Linked DNA regions of Nomascus leucogenys: region 2 is linked to region 1. Evidence: chromatin contacts called from public Hi-C data. All regions are on one chromosome and are shown on one strand. Each heading gives the region's core, a stretch centred on a gene start, on an enhancer-like site or on the middle of the called end of the contact. The rest is flanking DNA. Distances are from core to core; before and after follow the strand shown.

Region 1 (6,270 bases), core at 1,070-3,569:
CCCTTACTTGGGCCACCTGTCCAGACCCATCTCAGGGGTCTCCTCCTCCTGTACCCCCTACCACCTCTACTTCCCTGCTGGCTCCTACAGCCTTTGCACCCCCTTCTCGTGGTGCTTTCGGGGCATCACATGGGATGCACCCTCATCTCCTATGAGTTCAGTTAGACTTGCTTAGCACAGCAGAGTGAGAGAGAGAAGGGCACTTGGCTTCAATGGAGTGGCCCATCCCTGCCATCCCTCACAGTGAGCCTGGGCCCTGGAGTTGGGACATTTGGAGAACAAAGCCACTTTTCCTCATCCAGTGCAGTTACCATGGCCATACTCCTCCCAGTAAGTATGAGTCTAAGACTCAAAAAGTGCTTCAAGGCCTCCTAAACCCTGGCAGACACTTCCTGTGGCACTCAGGCAAAGGAACAAACAGGCTTCCAGTGCACAGGCTGGGAGCATGCCCTGCTGGACACTTCAGTGATTCTGCCCGGACTCAAGTGTTGGAAGGTGGGCAGTGACTGGTCACCTTTCTCTTCATATCTATACTACCTGGCACTGAGGAGCCACCAAATGAATCTGTCTTAAAGCAAAGTGGGCGTATTTTTGAAGAAGTAAATATCAGCCAGGCGCCGAGGGTGGGCAGATGCACCCTGGGCACAGCACAGGTGGAAGAGGGCAGGGCCTGTACAAGACTGAGCAAGAGGAGGTAGAAGGCGAGCCAGGATATGAGGGTGTGGCACTGCAGAGAAGGGGCCCTGCTGAAAGACAGGAAAGTGGGCTCCAGGAAGCCCACTTCCATGGCACAGTTAGCAGGGATGAGGTAGCAAGACTGGAGGCGGCAGCTGGTGGAACATGCCTCTCTCATTCACCCCAAGTGAGAGGACAGTGACCCAAGCCACAGTGCATTCAGGGATGGGGCAGGCTTGGTTAGAAGGGAGGACCCACAGGCTTCCTAGCCTGTTGGGGTGGAGGGGTGACGAGGGCCTTTGGATGACAGGCAGGTCCTATCATGCGCTTGTAGAAGCCATGGTGGTTAATTTCTGCCTTCTTTTGTAACTGTGGCATTAGGAAGCAGGACTGACCCCATTCCCCTAAATGATGTCCTGGTCTCAACCTTTCCTCCAGGGTACTTCCCAGTTGTCCAGGGCCCCTTCCCAGCCCGTGGCTGTCCTAATGAACCACCTTGCTGTGTCACCTTCAGGTGACCAAGGATGAAGGCTCCAGGGGCTCAAAGGGGAAACTGAAGGGTAACATGAGTCAGGGGTTCCAGAGGCTTGACCCAGAAGCTCTGCGCCTGTCCTGGGCAGGCCAAGCCTAATAAGTTTCCAGCCCTAAGGTGTGATTGCAGTAAACCTTCTGGGGGCCAGAGCTGGCTTCATCTACAGATGAGAGGTTTGTGGGAGGAGGCAGAAGTGCTCTTGTGGCTTAACGGGCCCTCTTGGCTCCAGCTGCTCAGAGGAGGGGCAGCTGAGAGTCACAGGAGGCCTTGCCTCTGAAGTTTGAAGCATTTACAGGCACCACCTCCCCCCTACAACTTTTTCCAGGCCACATCAGGCAGCTGCCTTCTTAAGAACTGACCTTGTGTGTCTCTTTTTGCATCTGAGTTCTTTAGAAAAATCTCTCCCTTTTTTCCTGTGGGGCCCTGCATGCCTGCCTTGGCCCCACTGCCCAAATATGCCTTCTCTCATTTCCCTCCTGCCTCTGCCGTGTAGTTTCTAATGTAGCTCAAATATGAAAAATTAGGTTTGCATGGTTGCCATGAATTTTACATGAATCATATTTAAATCAATAAAGCCTATAGAATGAATCAAGTTATCGTTATTATGAAGTAGTAGGGGGCTATTTAAAGGGGCCGTGGGCCTTTAAGCACATAATGGAAAAAGTTTCCTACTACTGGATGATCCCTGATAAAGCACTTAACCTTTTGCAGCTCTGGGCTCCTCAGTACCTGAGATGTGTTTGAAGTTTCTACTTTCTTCTTAGCAGGTGTGATAAAGCAGAACTAAAATGAAAGTCACATTTTCCATGACTTGTTTCTTATTTGAACAGTTGCTAATCTTTTTTTTTCTTTTTTTTTTTTAAGTGGGTAGTCTTTTAAATGACATTCTGTTTCAAATGTGTGAGCTTGGGATCTTTGATGTAAGTAGCAGGAAAAAGTGGGCGGTAATGTTATGGAACGTGGAAAGCCTGCCTTTTCTAGGTCGTGCTTTTAGAGCAAGAACCAGAGAGAAGAAAGAAAGGAGAGAGAAGATGAACAAGAAAAAAGCCTGTGCGGGGGTCACGGCTGGAAAGGCCCTCACAGCAGCCTGGCACATCATGTTCTGACTGTGGGTGCAGGGCTCCCCCCACCTCCCCATTTTCACCTTGATCAGTCCTGACATTCTGTCCACGGGCCAGCTCTGGTCTGTGTGTTGGGAATGACCACTCCAGGAACAGAGTCCAGGCAGTCAGCATAGCTGAGGGTTTGCCACAGTGCTCTGGACAGTTGAGTAAGACAGGAGCTATGGCCGGGCACGATGGCTCACGCCTATAATCCCAGCACTTTGGGAGGCCGAGGCAGGCAGATCACCTGAGATCAGGAGTTCGAGACCAGCCTGGCCAACATGGTAAAACCCCGTCTCTACTAACAATAGAAAAATTAGCCGGGCATGGTGACAGGTGCCTGTAATCCCAGCCACCTGGGAGCCTGAGGCAAGAGAATCACTTGAACCCAGGAGGCAGAGGTTGCTATGAGCCGAGATCATACCACTGCACTCCACCCTGGGTGACATAGCAAAACTCTGTCTCAAAAAGAAAAAGAAAAAAAAAAAAAAAGGAGCTAGAAGCATAGCTGTAGCATGAGATTGGCACCAAATGAGACCTTCACTTTGGAAGTTAATGGACTCAAACTCCTGGGTTCAAGCAATCTTCCCACTTCAGCCTCCCAAGTAGCTAGGACTGCAGGTGCACACCATCACACCCAGCCATTACCTTTTAATTACACAAATACTGTGCAAATAACTTGTAAGAAAACAAAACTAAGGCCAGATACCATGGCTTAGGCCTGTAATCCCGGTTACTTTGGGAGGCTGAGGCGAGGGTTGTGGGGGATCACTTGAGCCCAGGAGTTGGAGACCAGACTGGGCAACATAGCAAGACCCCATCTCTAAAAAAAAAAAAAAAAAAATTTATATAGCTGGGTGGTCTTCATCTATAGTCCCAGCTGCTCAGGAGGCTGAGGTGGGAGGATCATTTGAGTCCAGGAAGTCAAGCCTATAGTGAGCTGTGATGGCATCACTGCACTCCAGCCTGGGTGACAGAGTGAGACCCTGTCTCAAAAAGTAAAATAAAATAAAAACTAAGTAATTTCCACCCCCCTCATCCCACTTCCCTGGATAACCACAGTCACAGTGGGTATGTTTTCTTCCAGACCTGTGTCCCAAGAAGCACGCAGAGACCCACGGGAGGAATACAGACCATTGAAAGTTTTCTAAATTTATTTTCTGATTATAAAAGTATTACCTATTCACTGTAGAAAATTAAGAAAAGAGAAACAGGCATTTAAAAAACACTTGTAACCATACCATACCCCAAAGATAACCACACGAGTTCATTTTACAAAAATGAGGTCACCCTGTGCATGCTGTTCGATAACCTTAATTTTTCACTCCAGGCCTTGTGGGGATGCCTTGTCCCTGCGTCACCAAGCTGTGTGTCTCATCAAGACTTTTCCAGAGGTGGTGCCTGAGGCAATTTTTGGTTGGCAAATGTAGGAATATTTTGTCCATGTACGTAATTATGTCTTCTATGAAAGATGATGCTGATTTTGCGTTGATGTAAATGAAATTTTCCTTATAAATTTCAATACAAAGGGAGGGACATAATCTAAAGAAAACATCACATAAATGGTACAGGTGGTACAACTAGGAGAAAATCCTTAGGATGGTAAGGAAATGACTAAAGTTTAGGAACCACCATTTTAACAGGATTTTTAAAAAACTGACTGTATAACATGCCACCATGAGGGCCTGCCAAGATTTAGTTTCCCTGTATCTGTGAATTTTTCCCTTTTTAAGTCCTCCCCACCTCGAGTTTGAACTTCCCTGTAGCTGAATCTCTACACCCAACCATGAGAATGGTGTAACCTAAAATTCTAGAACAGGTTAAAGGACATGCCCAGCTGAAAGGCTTCTTTGCCAATTGCCAAGTTGCCCTCCAGGAAGGCTGTCCCAGTGTGAGCAGCTGGGTGAGTAACCAGGGGCTGTTTTCCTGATGAAAATTCACAACTGTGAGTAAATGCCTCACATCCCGTACCAGTTTTCTTATCTGAAAGATTTTATCAGCTCCCTCGCCCTTGACAGGTTTCTTTCTCTGTGTTTTGGGGGCCTCTGTAAGTGCCTTTTAATATTTCCATTGTGTGTGTTAATCTTTCATTAGAATTTGATGCATCAGAAATATTTTTAAAAAGCTTAGTTCAATTAATTTCCTTCCCTGCCCTATTATTTTATTTCCTTCTTTACCTGAATCATTAATGGCAAAGAGCACTGACACAGAACTGAGTTCAGGGCTGTTCTCATTAACTCCCGGGGATGTTATGAGCAATCCATCAGTCCTGGGGTTGCATTACAGCCTCCGTATTTACTGGCGTTTTTTTCAGTGAGCTTTCACTGCGTGTGAAAAATCCAGCAGCTTTTTGGCCCCGTTGGTTTACATCTGTTTTATGAATGGCCTGAAACATCTGTTCCAGTGTCTCAGAGTGAGATGAGGAAAAGGATTTTGTGCTTTGCTTTGTTTTTCAATTATCCATGGGCTGTGAGTTCCTTGCATTATAATAGCAGGAGCACAAACCTATGATCAGACTCCACCAAGTTCAGTGTTGGCTCAGGGTTTGACCTTGGGCAGGTTTGTCTGCCTCCCACAAATGATGCCAGAAGGCCAAGTGGTATGTAGACTTGGCTGTGTGGTAGAATCACTTGGAGAACTTTAAGGCTCCCAGTGCCCAGGTCGCACCCCACACCAATTAAATCAGACTATCTGGGGGCAGGAGCCAGCATCTGTTTTCAGTGATCCCAGCTGATCCTACATGCAGTAGAGTTTGGGAGCCACCGCTCTAAGGATTAACTGAGGCCTCTGCAGCATGCACTAGCATGGTGGCAAACAATGAGTTCTCAGTGCCCACCCCTCAACAGAAAAGCCAGAAGATGGAGACACAGAAGTCAGATCCTGCTCAGCCCCATCTCCGAGGAATGGCCATGTGAGCCTGTGTACTGAGAATGCGTGCCTGTGCACGCCGAGGATGCAGAAAGGGACAGGGGACCAAGTGGCAGGTAGCCTTTTCTTCTAAACTGCTACCAGGTATTTGCATCCCCGCCTGTTTAGTGTTGCTGCTGAGTCCCCTCCACCTTAAAGAACTGTCAGCCTCCTCAGTAAGGAGACGTGGGGTCCCAGCTGTGGCTTAAGAGCTGAGCGTGAGGGCCTTAGTGTGGCCATCCATAATGGTATTTGGGATCTGACAAGTCTCCAAACCACTTGTCCATAGACACTCCAGGGCCCTGCACCCTGAGAACCAGCCTGGTGGGGCTGGAGTCCTGAAATCTGCACTTTGTCCCAGTACCGGGTGCCCCAGGCTGCCAATGGGCCTCCCTTCAAGGAACCCTGGATCTCTCCCAAGACGCTGTGTGTGAGCTTCAGCCTTTCCAGTTGCCTGCACATTCTCGCCCAAGTGCTGTGTGTGGGAGTAACTTTTCAACTCCTTCGTTCAAGAGCCTTTCCCGCCCCTCCACTGGGCCTAGTCCTATGTGGGGGCCAGGAGAGAGAGATGCCCAGGCAGTGAGCAAGTCAGACCCTGCTCATCCTCAGAGGCCAGGGTGGAGGGAGGCAGGTGGCCCATGAGGAATCCCTTCCAGCAGTGAGACCCATGGCACCCCATGCCCATTGATCATACCTACTTGCTCTGTGACACGGAAAGAGAGCTGTGTGGGAACGGGCTTTTTGTGTGCTCTGCAGAGAGCGTAGTGGCTAAGGTGAGGCATGGGAGTTATAACCCCCAGGCTGAGTGAGCCAAGAGCCAAGAGTGCATGTGGCCAGAGCGCCCCATTCCTTCCAGGTCAGGGAGCTCCAAGGCCCTGGGCCAGGCTGCTTCATGCCACCCAGGTTTGCCAGGACAGGTCATTCTCATGCACGGCTCATCGGCAGACGTGGAGCAGAGCTGTTTCCCACGGTCCCACACAGTGGGCAGGGTCTCGTTTTCTTCCCTCTAACCCTTCGCTGTCTAACACAGTAGCCACTTGTGGCTGTCTAAAT
Region 2 (6,088 bases), core at 3,122-5,621, 130 kb before region 1:
AAGAATGGCAGTTAACATTATCGAGTGCTTGCATTGCGGCCCATGCTGTCCATTCACACAGCCAGTGAATCAGTGACTACTACTACTGTCCTGAGTGCTTTCTGTGCATTTTCTCCATTAACCCTTACCACAGCTTCATGAGGAAGTTTTGGCTTCGTGAACCTGGGGTGTGGGGAGGGTCAGCAGTTTGCCCAAGGTCACAGCACAGCTAGGAAGTGGCAGGGGCGAGATGTGGACACAAGCAGGCCAGTCCAAGTCCACGATTGAATCCAGAGCTTCCCAAACACGAGCACGCCTGGGGAGCCCTGCACACTTCTCATATGCAGAGTGCTGGGCCCACCCTTGGAGATTCTGACTCCGTGGCGCAGGGCCGGGGCCCAAGATCCTGCAGGTCTGACAAGCTCCAGGGTTGCTGTGCTGCCCATCTGAGGACAAGACTCTGAGTAGCGAGGCTCCAAACCATGCCTCCAGCAGGTGTCAATCGTGTTCTGCCTTTAGTTGTCCTGGGTGCCGGGCAGGTGAGCTGGTGCAGCGCTCACACAACATTCCGAAGGACAGGTGATGGGACAGCAGTGCCTGTATTGCAGAGTGGCTGGTAAGAACACAGAGGGAAATATGCCTGGCAAGGGCCCAACACTGAGATATCAAACTGCAGGCCATAGGCTGCAGCTGGCTGATAGACATGTTTTTGCCGGCCAGCACAGCTTTAAAAGCTAGTTTATTTCAGTGGCAAACATGTCAGGATCAGGAGATGCAGTGTTGGAATCTGGTTTTGCCTCTCTTCACTGTTGAAAGCCCTCACCATACTGGCCTGCATTTCCGCAGGGCCAGGCACTGGGAGCTGGGGAATGGGGTTGCTCTTTAGTTGACCCCAGTGCCCTTGGGCCCTCATCACCCAGTTTTCATTGTTGGGCCCCCGTAATGCATGACAAACTCTGACGTCAGACCTAAGTTTGAATCCCTTCTCTGTGACTGTCTCTGTGCACGGGTAAGTTAACATCTCCGAGATGTTTTTGCTCATCTGCAAAATGGGAAGAATGAGCAGGATCATGTGAAATGGTCATGTAAAGCACTCAGCCCAGTGGCCGGCATGTAGTAGGGATTCAGCAGAAAGGGACCTTTATGAAATCATGTTGCTATATAAGGAGGAAAAAAACCCTAGTGTGGCCTGTTTGTGGCCTTCAGAGTTGATGATGTGATTTGTGATGGCAGAAGGGGGCAGCTTTTTACCCTCATCCATGGGTGGTTTGTGAAAATGCCCACACACCAGCTAATCTCCCCCTACTCCCAGCTCTTTGTTGAACTTTGCCATCAATTAAAATGTTGGAGTGTCTTTTTTTTATTTGGTGTGGGCGGGCAGGGAAGGGCTGTTCTCTGGTGATGCCTTTGAACTTCCTGGTGACTGTGCATCGAAGATGATCTCTTTGCTGGTTAAAAGTTAAGCTCTTCCCAGTTACTGTGTTTAATTCCAGCAACCCAGAGGCTTACCTGATTCAAGTACATTGACGGGTCATCTGCTTGTTACCTGGCTTATCTTTCCTCCAGCATGAGTTAACCTGTTTTGTTTTTTTCTCTCTCTAGATTATTTGCTCTCAAATAACTATGTAAATTCTATCATCGTTCATAAATTTGACTTTTCTGATGAGGAGATTATGGCCTATTATATATCGTTCCTGAAAACACTTTCATTAAAACTCAACAACCACACTGTCCATTTCTTTTATAATGAGGTAAGTAATTGGCAGAGGGGCACCTGTGGGTGTAAAGCCACACGTGGCTTTTTTTTTTTTTATGACAGCGCCTTATATCTGGATGGTCTTGTGTCTGTTTACAAAGCTCTTATATACTTGTTATGATTTTCATGGCAACACTTTTGACTTTGGCATGCTTAAAAATTTTTTTTAATTAAATAAGTTACCTTTCTATTAAAAAAATTTAATTCTTTGTAGAGACAGGGTCTTACTATATTTCCCAGGTTGGTCTTGAACTCCAGGGCACAAGCGATCCTCCTACCTTGGCCTCCCAAAGTGTTAGGATTACAGGCGTGAGCCACAGCACCTGGCCAGCCTTTCCATTGTTAATGTAAAATTCAATTTGTTCTGAGAGCTTTATACTTGGTAGAGAGGAGACATGCCCAGATATTGTCTTGGGGAAGTGTTGCCCTGTGGGAAAAACAGGAACTCCAGTCAGGGTTGGTTTTGTCACTTCCCTGCTGTGTCACCTTCAGGAAGTCCCAGTCCGTTTCTGAACCTCAGTTTCCTCATCTCAGAAATGGGGATAAGAATGTACATCTTATAGGGTTATTAGGGGTTGAATTAAATGAGATGATGTCTTCAAAGTGCCTAGTATATATGTAGCTAAAATCATAGATGTTGCTATTGTTGATAAGATAATGTCCCTGACATTCTTTGGGAGAATTATTAAAATGAACAACTTAAATAAATAAATTGCTCCTGTCCTGACACCTAAAAGGGGTTTGAACAATAGGGTCAATGTATCTCCCATACCAAAAGGTCCCGGCACTGGCCGTGCTGGTTCATCCTGTGGTTCAACCGTATCAGCGAGGACCCAGGCTTTCCCATCTTGCTGCTCTGCTGACTATACAGTTGGCACCCATCCTCAGGTTCAACCCCTCATGGTCAGAGGGTGGCTGCCACTGCCAAAATGCCTGATGAGATCACTTCCCTTCTTGTGTCCCTTTTTAACTTCCAAAGAAAACTTTCTCAGAAGGTTCCCACCAGGCTTCCCCTCATGTTTCCCTGCGTCCCACTGAGTACTTCTTAGGTGTCAAGTGCTGGGATAAGCACAAGACCAGAAATGATCTCGTTTAATCTGGAAACCATAAAGTAGATGTTATTATCCCCATGTTATAGATGTAGAAACAGAGGTTTAGAAATACTGCATTGCACAGGTTAGAAGTGGTAGAACGGGTAATGAACCCAGGTCTGACATTATCTGGACTCTTTTTTTTTTAATTATAATTTTTAAAGTAGAGATGAGGTCTTGTCACATTGCCCAGGCTGGTCTCAAAACTCCTGACCTCAAGTGATCCTCCCTCCTTGGCCCCCCAAAGTGCTGGGATTCTGGGCATGAGCTACCACTCCCAGCCAATCAATCAGTGATTACTGCTACTACCACTACTACTGCTCTTTTTTCTTTTTTCTTTTTTTGAGACAGGGTCTTGCTCTGTTGCCCAGCCTGGCATGCAGTGGCACAATCACATCTCACTGCAGCCTCCAACTCCTGGGCTCAAGCCAACCTCCCACCTCAGCCTCCCAAGTAGCTGGTACCATGGGTGTGCACCACCACACGGACTTGGACTCTTCTGTTTCTTCCGTGACTTTGCCTTCCTATCCCTTTCTGCATTCCCCGTTGGGAATGAACCACTGACTTACGGTTCACGTTGGCAATGTCTTTTTTTTTTTTTTTTTTGTCTTTTTCTGAAGTCTCTGATGGAATTCAGAGAGTTGGGATGGGGCCAGGCCTGGCTTATGGGCTTCTAATTTGTTTTCGTTATTTCTTTTGTTTTAGCACACCAATGACTTTGCCCTGTACACAGAAGCCATCAAGTTTTTCAACCACCCTGAAAGCATGGTTAGAATTGCTGTAAGAACCATAACTTTGAACGTCTATAAAGGTAAGTGTCCTCATGGGCTTGTGTCTCGGCCGATTTCTGACTTGGCAGCAAGCGCTCACTCCCGTGTGTGTGCGTACGGTTCTCCGATTGTCACGAGGGGGTGCATTGATGATGAGCCGTGGCAGCTTCTCTCATGAAAAACTTGGAATCCCTTAGCATTTAGCTGGCCGCTCATGGAAATCCTTGCCTTCTCCAGGCACGTCGAAGTCTTGCTCATGCTCCCGCATAGAAGTAGGAGGTCCTGAGAGGCACGTGTGGGATTCAGAGTGGCTATGTTTTAGGATTTGAGAAGGCAAAGTTGTCTTTTTAATGTGTCATTTAAATTTTTGTGTCTTGGCTTGTGAAATATACTTTAATACAGCTAAGGGGTAATTTGACTTTTAAGTAATATATAAAAGCATGTCACATTTGAACAGCAGGGGGCAATGTTGTATTCCCAACAGGCTGCAAAGCCCAGCACTAACAGTTCTTTCTTTCCCTCAGGATGTTCTTAATACCCAAAACATTGCCCCAGGGAAAAAGCCATTCCCCCACTCTCCACTGCACTGACACAAAGGCTGCCTGGCCACAAGTTTCCTGAACTGGAATTGCCCTTCCAAGGCGATGCTTGGAAGTTCTCTGCCTAATGCCTGGGTTTTTTTCCCCGGAGTCACCAAAATGGAGATGGGACTATTTTCTCAGGGATGAAAGGGCTTTGACTTTCATGAGTCAAAATGTTATTACTCCCTCATGAGGGTGGGGGCTTCTCAGGGACTCACTCCAGCCTAGCACTGGGCTTACATTAAATTTAAGAACTTTTCTAAGAGCCCAACTGGACCCATCCAGGGGTCACAAACTGAGGACCTGTGGGCCATATCCAGCTATCAGACATGTTTTAATTGGCTTAGTTTTTGAAAAAATATGTAGTTGCCAGTATTTAAAAATTGGGAGATCGTCCATGATAATCTGGATTTGCACCTTGAAGATGTAGATTTGGCTAGTTGAGGCCCACAGTCCTGCAGGTGGGGGGGTCAGCTGGCACAGAAGCAGCTGCCTCTTTGGGGTCAAGGCCCATGCTCCCAGGTCACGCACTAGACCTCTGGCCACCAGCCAACCTGGCAGGCTGCTAAGATTGTGACCCTGGTCCAAGCCACAGTTGGTTCTGCTGCCTCCTGCTCTGTTTTCTCCTGTCTCCTTCTAACCTTATCTCTCTGTGCAGATGCCTCCCACCCTAGTCTCTCTCCCTCTGAGCAGCTCTCTCACCTTCCCAGGTCCTAACCCTGTTAACTGTTGTCTGTTTTTTGCTTTTCCTTCAATGACGATTCCTGTGTTCCTTATTCCAGTGTCACGTAAGTTATTAACCTCTGGTTTTCTGCTTTCTTAGTCTACCCTTATATGTAAATACCTTGGTTGAGAATGGTGTAATTCTCAGTGTAGTCTAGCTCATTCTGCTACTGATAAGTAGGCTCTCCCATGCACCATTAATGTTTAGCCCAACTAATTTATTTTTAAGTATAAAATATCGTAAGAACTGCCTTGATGACTATACTTTTATGAATAAGATAAACATTTTTAAGTATTTCCAGGAAAGACAGACAATTTCAGATTATAGCAGAGGGCTTTTTCATTATGGTTTTTGGGTTTTGCTTTGTTTTTATTTATTATTTTTTTAATCTTCCCCAAGTTATTTTTGGTAGCTTGACTTGTTTTTTCTTCTGTGAATTTTCTCAGTGGATAACCAGGCCATGCTGCACTACATCCGAGATAAAACTGCTGTTCCTTACTTTTCCAATTTGGTCTGGTTCATCGGGAGCCACGTGATCGAACTCGATGACTGCGTGCAGACTGATGAGGAGTAAGTGACACCCCCAGGGCCACTCAGTAGATAGACAGGGTGGTTAGGGGAGAATTCTGTTTTCATCAAGGAAAAATAAACACAAGAACAGCACTTCCCTACCTCTGTGTAGGCAGAGCATGGACTTCCATACTCTAAAAGGTCCTGCTCACCTATTTGTAATAATGAAACACTGGAAACAACTCAGACGCCTCCCAGAGCAGGCGGGGTAAATCAATTCAGTACAGCCATAGATGGGGCTGCTAGGCAGCTGGTGAGAAGGTCAAGAGGCTCTGTCAGCTGATGAATGCATTAACAAAATGTAGTCTGTCTGTACGATGGAATAGTGTTTGGCGATAAAAAGGAATGAAGTGCTGACACTTGGTATGGCGTAGATGAACCTCAAAAGCATTATGCCTAGTGAAATGCCCAGAATAGGTGAATCTATAGGGGCAGAAAGTAGATTGGTGGTTTCCTAGGGCTAGGATGTTGTGTGGGGACATAGGAAGCAACTGCTAATGAGTATAGGGCTTTTTTTTCTTTTTTGAGACAGAGTATTGCTCTGTCAGCCAGGCCGGAGAGCAGCGGGGTGATCATGGCTCACTGCAGCCTCGACCTCGTAGGTTTAAGCAATCCTC

Evidence for each region. A called contact is a pair of places that touch in the nucleus more often than the background predicts.
Region 2: a Hi-C map of an unstated tissue shows a contact between it and region 1, with 4 times the contacts expected there. The contact joins two enhancer-like sites. A contact is called at or near these places in 2 of 4 Hi-C or Micro-C datasets (a lymphoblastoid cell line and an unstated tissue).

Annotation. Positions count from the first base shown.
Region 1 is chr18:92,065,105-92,071,374 of Asia_NLE_v1, reverse strand. The region is part of intron 19 of CLEC16A (protein CLEC16A); the gene reads left to right. Among named protein-coding and RNA genes, the nearest start is that of CLEC16A, 150 kb to the left of the region's middle. Within about 2 kb of position 2,319, the one cell type or tissue checked has an H3K27ac peak away from gene starts, as active enhancers do. A contact at or near this core is called in a lymphoblastoid cell line, where this site is marked.
Region 2 is chr18:92,192,499-92,198,586 of Asia_NLE_v1, reverse strand. It overlaps CLEC16A (protein CLEC16A), which reads left to right. Exons shown (of 24, transcript XM_030798973.1): 4 at 1,582-1,730; 5 at 3,532-3,637; 6 at 4,960-4,965; 7 at 5,348-5,471. Among named protein-coding and RNA genes, the nearest start is that of CLEC16A, 26 kb to the left of the region's middle. Within about 2 kb of position 4,371, the one cell type or tissue checked has an H3K27ac peak away from gene starts, as active enhancers do. A contact at or near this core is called in a lymphoblastoid cell line, where this site is marked.